Regions from separate parts of the Mus musculus genome. Here region 2 is linked to region 1. Evidence: chromatin contacts called from public promoter capture Hi-C data. All regions are on one chromosome and are shown on one strand. The core of a region is the stretch at or near the end of the contact, and the rest is flanking DNA. Distances in the headings are between cores, read along the strand shown. Region 1 overlaps Lrch1 (leucine-rich repeats and calponin homology (CH) domain containing 1). Region 2 has its middle 12 kb from the start of Gm4278.

Region 1 (4,721 bases), core at 840-3,339:
GGACAGTTGCACAAGGACCAGGGGGAACCCAGGGGGCCGCAGCATTCCACACGTGGCATGAGGTTCGTATGGAAATGAGGTGGATTTCATTATGTGGGGTTTAAATTCAAATGGACAGTTCAGGAGGGGAATGGGAGATGGCGCATGGAAGGAAAAGAACGATAAAAACCGAGTGTTAGTACTGGCTCACACTCTGCATGCAGTTAATAGCCTTAATCTTAACAGTTCTGCGAGCCTGCAGCCTAGCGTGCTGTTGGGTCATGGCAGCAGAAGGAAAGAACTTGGTCATTCAGGCAGCGGAAAGCAGAAAGGCCCACAGATACCCTTTGCCAACCCCTTTTAACAACTAGTCAGCTGACATAATTGCACAATTCACCCAGAACTCCTGGGTCACATTAGACAACACTCAAAATGTATACATGCATCTGATATTTAGAAACAAAATGACTATAGAGGAATTGTGTATTTTAATGCTTTTACAGAACTGAGACAGTAACTAAATACTCTCTTTTTCATCTCTCCACAGAACCTGAATGGTGTACACTGCAGGTTCAAGGCAATCTCTAACTTGGTAAGCTTGGTTTAGGCTCTATAGATGCATTAAAAGTCTGTGGATCCATTTTACAACTTAATTGTAAAAGTCTAACACTCAAAGGGCTATTAATCTTTGCAGACTCTCACTCACGTTTTGATTTCAGTTATGAGACATTTTGAAATGCTGCAGAACTGTCCAGTGGCTTGCGAGAGAACTGTCGCCAGCCACGAGGCAGGGGGGTATAATAGCAGTGACCTCCATTTCTCCCAGAACAGAGCTCGGATTATGGGCATAATTGAGGTGTACCCCAGATTTGTCTGTATACGCCCACTTCCTTACATTAGGGGGCCAGTCACTTGAGTTTTCTACGATCTCATCCTCACCCTTCCTATCTGTAACATTCTCTAGGGCTAGAGATACCGCTCAGTGGTAGTGCACGGCCCTGACACGTGTAAGGGCCTGGGTTTAATTCCTAGGACTGAAAAAAACAAGACAGGAAAGATCTAGAAACTCTGATCATACTAAAGCCATTTCCCAACTGTTTATTTTCTCTTATTCTATTCTAACGGCCAGGACACCTCCACACTTGGCCACGTGTGCCCATCAATCAATGTCTTCCAAGAACAAACCATCTCCCCTATAAAACGAATCATCTCTGTTTTTCCCCTAGCGATGTTTATTCAAGCCAGAAATGGGTAACGCTCATACTGTTGTCAAAATGCTTTGCCTCAAATCCAAGATCACCTGTGTTTTCTACCAGGTGTGCTTGTGTGTGTCCAGGGCCCTTGTAAGAACTATTTAAAAGCATTCGTGGTAAATATAGTAAGTCTGAGAGGAACAAAAAAGCACAAACAAACAAGGTCCCAAAAGAAGGCATTTAGCACCAAAACTGGAAATGTGGAAAGAAATGTATTTTTCTACCTGGGGCCCTTTTTTAAAAAATTAAAAGTAACTTTGCACTTTGCTAACATTAACTTTGTCAATATGGTAACACAAACTACAACCAAGTAGGTCAAAAAGTAAGGTGTTTTCCTTTCTAAGAAGTTTCCCCGACTCCTAACCACTCATACAAGCCTTAAAGTGCTCACCCTCTTGTGTGAGTCAATGCAGAGCCCTTACCATGCCTGGAAAGCAACTGGGGTCGTCTTGGGGAGGACTCTGCCTGCAGGCTGCCCTGTACCTCCTCAGGGCACCAGGAACCTTTGGGGTAAAGCGGAGCCGGTTTATTCCCACGGGTTAAAAGCTGGAAGGGAGTATTCCTTCCCTACTTACATTGCCCTTTGCCACTTTTCTTTGCTGTGATTCAGAAGAGGGCGAGCTGCCCAGTCCTGGAAGCACAGACCTCACAATAGCATAACGTTATCACCCGACCTCACCAAGCTGCTGCTATTCTGATGCCAGGACCCCAGCCGACTAGAACTGGCAAAGCTCATATTACTCACGAATAAGTTTGAAAGGCCAAAGAGAAATCATTTTAGTTACTTTAGTTACTGAGGTCAACGTACCTGAACGAGGCTTCAGGCCAAACGGAGCTGTGATGTTTGCAGTAGGAGACACTGAAGGGGAGTTCTCTCGTATCTGTGGGGTGAGAAAACAATTGGGAAATGAAGAAGCAGATGGACTTGTATGGTTAGTGATTGTTATAAAATGACTCTGCTTTTGCTATGGCTGCCTTGTGATGGATGACAGCTTGGCTTTTTAAAAAAGACATTTTGTAAATACTCTAAGAGGTGGTCAATAGAATGTTTTCCGGTATTCTTTTTGTTGTTGCATTGAAGTCTTTATTTGCTCACTACAAAATCATCTTGCAGTGACACAAAGCCGTGATCTGCCTCTCATTGGACACATCTGACTGCAGACGGGCAGGCACGCCAAAGAGCACGTCTAACGGAGCCTCTGTAACACGGAGACACACGGCTAACACTGAGCATGCAGCTCATCACGCAGAAACTGCGCATCGAACCATCTTGGGTAGCAACTGAGGAAATGTCATCTGAATGATCATCTGCCGTTTTCCATAAAGACATCCCACCCCTAGATCTCAAAGGCCATTTCTCACAGAATTAATCTTTAGTGATGTATAGAGCCAAGTGATTTTGTGACAGTGAGTGACAACTATCGAGAGACCCCAGAGACAGTCCCATTAACTCTTTAATCCCGGAGTCAGACTATCCAACTCTGGGACCAATGGTTCAGTTTGGTCTCCATGGAATACCTCAGCTGCCATTAACCCTCAGGAAGCTTACCTCATTGGGAGAATACTGGCTTCCATTACTCTGTAACATTAGATCATTTTGCACCTTAAGGGAGAGAGAAATGTATACGTTCCATTAGATTTGGAGAAAGAGGAGGCAAGGACTACATCTTTTTTTTATTGCTGCCATAGCCCTGGCCCAGAAGCACACACTAACTAGCAAATGTTGAATTAATTCATGGTTAAGTAGCTAAGAAGGTCATCCTTCTATTTTCTAAAACTACGCAGCTTGTATCCATTGAGAAAAATCTAAAGACTAGCACAGATTAACATGAGAGCCCCCAAACAGGGATCTTTCCCCAGTAGCTATGAGCGCATCTTACCTGGCCAAGTAACCAAACTGTCTCCTGGCTCCTTTCTCTATTTGAATTATGGGTTTTTAGAAATGGTCCAAACTAGTAGTTCCAAAATATACAGAAATTTTCAGTAGGTACACACGCTTGAACCCTGAGCAACCTTGAAAAACCTCATTCACGTGACCTGTTTATTATCAGTCTGCTTTGGCAGTCACTGGTTAAGAGAGCTGTTAAGGAACCAAGCATGACTTAACATATACACTCTAATAAATAAAAAATTTGCAAAAAAAAAAAAGAGCTGGGTGTGGTGGCGTCCGCCTTTAATCCCAGCACTTGGGAGGCAGAGGCAGGTGGATTTCTGAGTTCAAGGCCAGCCTGGTCTACAAAGTGAGTTCCAGAACAGCCAGGACTATACAGAGAAACCCTGTCTCAAAAAACAAACAAAAAATAAAACAAAATAAAAATAAAAAGTTTGGGGATAGCTAATAAACACCTGCATATATGCCACCATAAAAGTGTAAATCTAAGGTGCCCATTGTGTGGAGGAGTGCTATTTAAAATGAACCCAAGGGAAATGCATGTAGAATAAAATGTCATTCATGTCCCTACTCAATTAAAGGGCCTTCTTAGGAGAGCCAACTAGACTTCTACCAACTCTCCCCATTGTCCTCACAAACTCCTCTCCTCAGTACTATTTACAAGCAAGGGAGGTGCGTTCTCACCTTGTGGACACCTATGGTACATAACTTCATGTGGCCAGTCTTCTAAACTATGTTTAAGGCAGGTCACATGACATGCAGGCAGACCCTCTACAACCTCTGCCTCCCCTCTCAGTGGTGGTAACACACTGTGCTCAATCTTCCCGGGCTACCCGTGCTCCCTTGCAGGTCCACAAACTAAGCTGTCCTCATGCCTTGTTATACACTCTATCCTTTCCGGAAGAACACAGCAAACAACTCAGGATGGCAACCCACTAGAAATGTTACCAGTACCAACATCTTCTGTTCACTCAACCATTTTGCTACTTTATGGGTCTCACGATCCGTCCTCCACAACAAAAAAAAAGCCACACCCTGCACAAGTAGGCAACCAACTGTCGGTCTGGAGAAAGGGTGTGTCGATGTGTGACCAAATAACAAGTGAGACCAGGGACCTAGAGAAGCCACAACTTATTTCCTTTTCCTTCATCACATGACTTCCTTTTTGCATCAGGCTGGCTGTCCATCCCTTCCTTTTGAAAGCCTGTCATGGGTCCAAAGCTCCCTTGAGAGGGTAGACAAGAATGCCTTACGCAAGCATGGTTACTCACCAAAGCAAAGGGAGACAAGCTTACAGCACTGTAACCTGACAGAGAGCACCGGCAGCTGAACGGAGAGGAGTTCGGGAACCTCTGACCCCTAGAAGCTTCGTTTCCTTCCTTGTGCTCTGGCAATCTTGGAAACAAGTAAGTGCTGTTTCTCCACAGGGTCTCACTAGGCAGTCCAGGTTCACCCTGAAACTGGAATCCTCCGGCCTCAATGGCAGAATTACACCATCCCCAGCCACACAGGCTGCCCCTGCCTCGGCCTGGGCAGAATAGGAGGTTGAAGTGAGTGCAGCTACTGCTTCCAGGGGGCGGGCTTGAGCACCTGGCTTG
Region 2 (4,721 bases), core at 1,082-3,581, 170 kb after region 1:
TCATCTTTACGATGCCAAACAAGACAGCAAAGAATGTTGGGAAGAGGCTTCCAATAAGACAATAGACATCTCCAGAGTCCCTTCTGTAGGCAGGGCCACACCTTGGAGTCTGGAGTGAGCCTGTTTGCTGCTCGGCCAAGAAAGCCTTAGGAATCTTGTTCAGCTTCTCCAGTTCTATAGATTGGGAAACTAAAAAAAAAAAAAAAAAAAGTGCCTGAAGGTACATTGCCCAATACCATTCACCTGGCCAGACAGAGTACTGCTCAGAACGTGATCTCCAACTCCTGACTGCTCTTATTCCCTTCAGTCCTTGTTTTAGTTTGGTTTCTGTTGCTGTGATAAAACAGTCGTCAAAACCAACTCCCGGAAGAAAGGGTTTATTTGGCTTGACTTCCACATCACAGTTCCTCACCAAGGGAAGTCAGGACAGGAGCTTGAGGCAGGAATTGAAACAGAGGCCATGGAGGAACACTGGGTGCTAGCTTATTTCCCATGGATTGCTCATTTTGCTTGCCTTCTTTTCTCTTTCTTTCTTTCTTTCTTTCTTTCTTTCTTTCTCTCTCTCTCTCTCTCTCTCTCTCTCTCTTTCTTTTCTTTTTTTCTTTTATTGGATATTTTCATTTACATTTCAATATTTACATTTCAAATGTTATCCCCTTTCCAGGTCTCCCCTCTGGAAACCCTCTATCCCATGCCTACTCCCCCTGCCTTATGAAACTGTTTTCCCACCCACCCACTCCTGCCTTCCTCCCTGGAATTTCCCTACACTGGGGCATCGAACCCCCACAGGACCAAGGGCCTCTCCTCCCAGTGATGTCCAACAAGACCACATATGCGGCCAGAGCCATGGGTCCCTCCACGTGTACTCTTTGGTTGGTGGTCCAGTCTCTGGGAGCTCCAGGGGATCTGGCCAGTTGAAACTGTTGCTCCCCTCCATTGGGGATGCAAACCCCCTCAGCTCCTTCAGTCCCTTCTCCAATTTCTCCATCGGGGACCCACACTCAGTCCAATGATTGGCTGTGAGCATCCACCTCTGTGTTTGTCAGGCTCTGGCAGAGCCTCTCAGGAGACAGTTCAGGACTACCTGCCTAGGGGTAGCACAACCCAGGGTCAGCTGGGCCTTCCTACATCGATCATTGAGAAAAATGCCCCTTCAGACATGCCTATATGCCATCTGATAAGGCAGTTTCTCAACTGAAGGTCCCTCTTCAGGTGACTCTAGTTTGTGTCTAGTTGATGAAAACTAACCAGCACCATCCTCTTGGGGGTGGAAGTCATTGCCCGTGCAATTACCTGCCATGCTGAGATTTGCTGCTGCTTCCCTTCAGTTCAGTTCTGTTTTCCTCCCAGTGTGGCGTCACTGGAGAGGTTTGGCCTCGGTGCTGCTAGCTATAGGCTATGGTTCCAGCTGGTCCAAGGGACCTCAGATAGTTTGCCTACTTGACTCTTGACTGTAACTGTATGTCTTGGACAAAGCGAGACCCAAGAGAAGGCTCTGGGTGAGCTAGATCCCACTTCATGTGTTGGCCTTTCTGGACTGGCTTCCTCTAGACCTGTGGTACAGAATATTTCAGCATGGCGAGTCGTTTGAGATTTGAAAAAGAAAAATGTATACCCTCTCCTCATAAAAATTCATCTTTTTAAAAAATTAGGTATTTATTTCATTTATATTTCCAATGCTATCCCAAAAGTCCCCTACACGCTCCCCCACCCACTCCCCCACCCACCCACTCCCACTTCTTGGCCCTGGAGTTCCCCTGTACTGAGGCATATATAAAAATTCATCTTAACTTCTACACAGAGAGCTATGTACAAAAATTTCAAAGGTATTGGAGTTTCTCTGAACCCTCAAGGCTGGTCAGATACTGTCACTGACCACACTGCATACTAAGGTTCTCAAAAACAAACAAAGAAGGAAAAAAAGGGAGGGAGAAAGGAAGGGAGGGAGGGAGGGAGAGAGGGAGGAAAACTTGAAGGCATTCAATTCCATGAGAAAATCTCTGAAAATATTATATACAGCAAGTTTTGACTCTTTGGGCCTCTCTGACACTGGATTATCACACAGAGGGAACAGTAGCAGCCAGATCTCATCTCAGCCCTCACATCCGTGGGGTGAGTGTGGATAGAACGTGAATGTGTGGAAGGAAACCACAGGCTCTGACTTCCATACTCAGAACCCCTGCTTAGGTTTCTAGGGCCAAACTCCCAAGTGGTTCTCTACCTTGCCTTTCTTAATTACTTGGGAGGTTGGATTATTCATGTGTATTCAAGCTCTTTCCAGTGTCCCTGACATCTGGCTGATGACCCAACACCCTATGTCAACAGCAAGATATGAGTACCCACCCTTTGCTGGAGTACAGAACTCAGCAATCATGAACAGCGTGGCTGCCCAGTGTGTGGCTCATTTCCCAGTGACCCACATGATCTCCTGCCTGAATCTGTGGTAAATGGTAAACAGGTGTTTAGACAGCATTTGAGTCACCTGGAATGTTACCTTTGACAAGAACTAGTGGATGTTTCACACAAAGGCAGAGATCTTTTCTGATTAAATACCTCATATTCACCTTCATGGTAAAAATCTCATGAGTCGAGAGCGTCTCTGGCACCTTTGTTGACTGATTTACCCAGATTTCCGTCCAGCACTATCTCCATTTTGTTTAAACAGTGATTGCACAAGGGAAAGAAAACTGCATGGTTAGCACTTTCAGCCACAATTTTCTGTTTTCGTGCTTCATATGGGGAACGTGATCATATGGGGAATGTGATTCTGTAGATTACCTTGTGTGCTGACGGGAGACAGGGAGCGAAGAGCAGGAAGGGGAAGAGGTGAGACCAAAAGAAGTGAAATTCCCACAGTGGAGTGCAGACTCATGGTGCAAAACGAGAGAACCACACAGATTTCAGTTCCTTGAGACTCCTTGGGTTGTAGTGCATGCACTGGCCATTTCAAATTGCCTGTGCCTTTTCCTACACACACACAAAAATTAGATCCAGATGGCTGAGTTAACCAATAGCTTTTTTTCAGGCGGGGCCTTTTTGTGGCTCTGAGGTAGAGTGTGTGAGGCCCTGGGTTCAACCCTGGGCACTTTAAAACCTACGGGATAAGGAGTGGGTTGGGAGGTAGGCTCTCCCAAAAGGAGGCCAAGCTGATGTTTGTGCCTCCCTTCCAACTTCCTTTTGGCTTGAAAAATAATTTGAATGCAAATGAGAAATATTGGGCTCTTAATAGTTGACTGTTTTCTTAGTCATTAACCATGTGAATTAGGTAGGCAAGCATTCATCAGCCACCTCTCCACATAACCCCAGCAAGTTTAGAGAAAAGCCCACAGGGCTTTCTTTTTTTCTTTTCTTTTTTTTTAATAAAACATGTGTGAATCATGTGACCTGGTGCAGTTACTGAGAATGGTGATGAAAATCTGACTTACAACGCAGCTTTGCAAGTTACAGTTTAGTTTTCTTCCCTTTGGCTTCCCGCTTGGCTCTTCCTCTTCTGAGTAAAAGAAGCTCGACTCCGTAAGCAAGATCAGATAAGCTCGGAAAAATCACACACGCTACAGCTATGTCTAAATTACAGTGCTAGGGCTATTTTTAAATATAAATAAATAGTGTACATATAAATAAAATATAAGATATTAATAAACTATAAACATTTAAAAGTAAAATATAATTACATCACTTCTTTCCTTGCCTTTCATCCCTCCAACCCCTTCCATATACCATGCTCTCCTTTCTCTCTCTCAAATCCATGGCCTTTATTTCTTTAATATATATGTACATGTAAATATTATATACATATGTATATTATTATATATTATATTACATATTGTATACATGTGTATATTGTATATACATGTACATATATGTATATATACAGATACACATATCTGTATGTATATATAGAGAGATATAAATATATATTATATCTGTATGTGTATATGTTTGTGTATATACATATATATATGTGTGTGTGTGTATGTGTGTGTATACACACACACAAATATAAAGCCTGCTTAGCCTGTATAATATTACTTGTATGTATGTGATTTCAGGGTTGACCACTTAGTATTGGATAACCAATTGAAGCCTCTTCCCTGGGGAGGACTATTTTTTCCACTCTTAGTGTCCCTCTGTCATCTGTAGCTTTTTGTCGAGGGGATTTCCCCCTTCCATATTAGTATATCAATTGGTTTCATCTTTGTTCAAGTCTTCTTTAGGAATCCATATTGTTGAAACTTCATGGGTGTAGTTTTCCTGGCTTTTCTGGAAGATCTCACAGCAGACTTTCTGGTCCCCTCTGGCTATCACAATCTTTCTGCCCCTTTTCTGAAATGTTCCTTGAGCCTTAGATAGAGGAGTTGCTTTGTAAAGTTGATTGGTTGTGGTTTTCTGTAATGGTCTCCCTGTTGCAAAGAGAGATCGCCTTGGCAAGGGGTGAGAGCTACACTGTATGTACCAGAATAACTATTTAGAATACAGTTAGGAATTACATTGGTTTAGTAAAGTAGTGGTTGAAAGTTCTCCTCCAAGACCCATGGTATCACTAACCCTGGGTTAGTGGCTAGACTCCCAATACTAGGCATTATTTCCCTCAGTTGAGCAGGCCTTACGTTTAAGTAGAGTCAATGGTTACTGCCAACATACAATGTGTCACTGATGCACCTTGGGCTTATTGTGCCATGCTGGTGGTTGTTCTGATGAAAGTTCTTGAAAAGGCTAAGGTC

The links. Capture Hi-C pulls out chosen DNA fragments and counts their contacts.
Region 2: a contact with region 1 is called in a promoter capture Hi-C map of liver. The contact joins two enhancer-like sites. A contact is called at or near these places in 14 of 484 Hi-C or Micro-C datasets (the HPC-7 cell line, astrocytes, bone marrow-derived macrophages and 9 more), 5 of 115 datasets of contacts at active chromatin or transcription factors (the HPC-7 cell line, a beta-TC-6 cell line, cardiomyocytes and 2 more) and 4 of 9 other capture datasets (adipose tissue, embryonic stem cells, liver and 1 more).

What each region holds. Positions count from the first base shown.
Region 1 is chr14:74,793,257-74,797,977 of GRCm38.p6, forward strand. It overlaps Lrch1 (leucine-rich repeats and calponin homology (CH) domain containing 1), which reads right to left. Exons shown (of 19, transcript NM_001252132.1): 14 at 2,782-2,835; 15 at 2,041-2,113. Among named protein-coding and RNA genes, the nearest start is that of Gm52135, 23 kb to the right of the region's middle. Within about 2 kb of position 2,090, at least 9 of the 459 cell types and tissues checked have an H3K27ac peak or open chromatin away from gene starts, as enhancers often do. A contact at or near this core is called in liver, where this site is marked.
Region 2 is chr14:74,960,565-74,965,285 of GRCm38.p6, forward strand. No RefSeq gene overlaps it. Among named protein-coding and RNA genes, the nearest start is that of Gm4278, 12 kb to the right of the region's middle. Within about 2 kb of position 2,332, at least 20 of the 459 cell types and tissues checked have an H3K27ac peak or open chromatin away from gene starts, as enhancers often do. A contact at or near this core is called in liver, where this site is marked.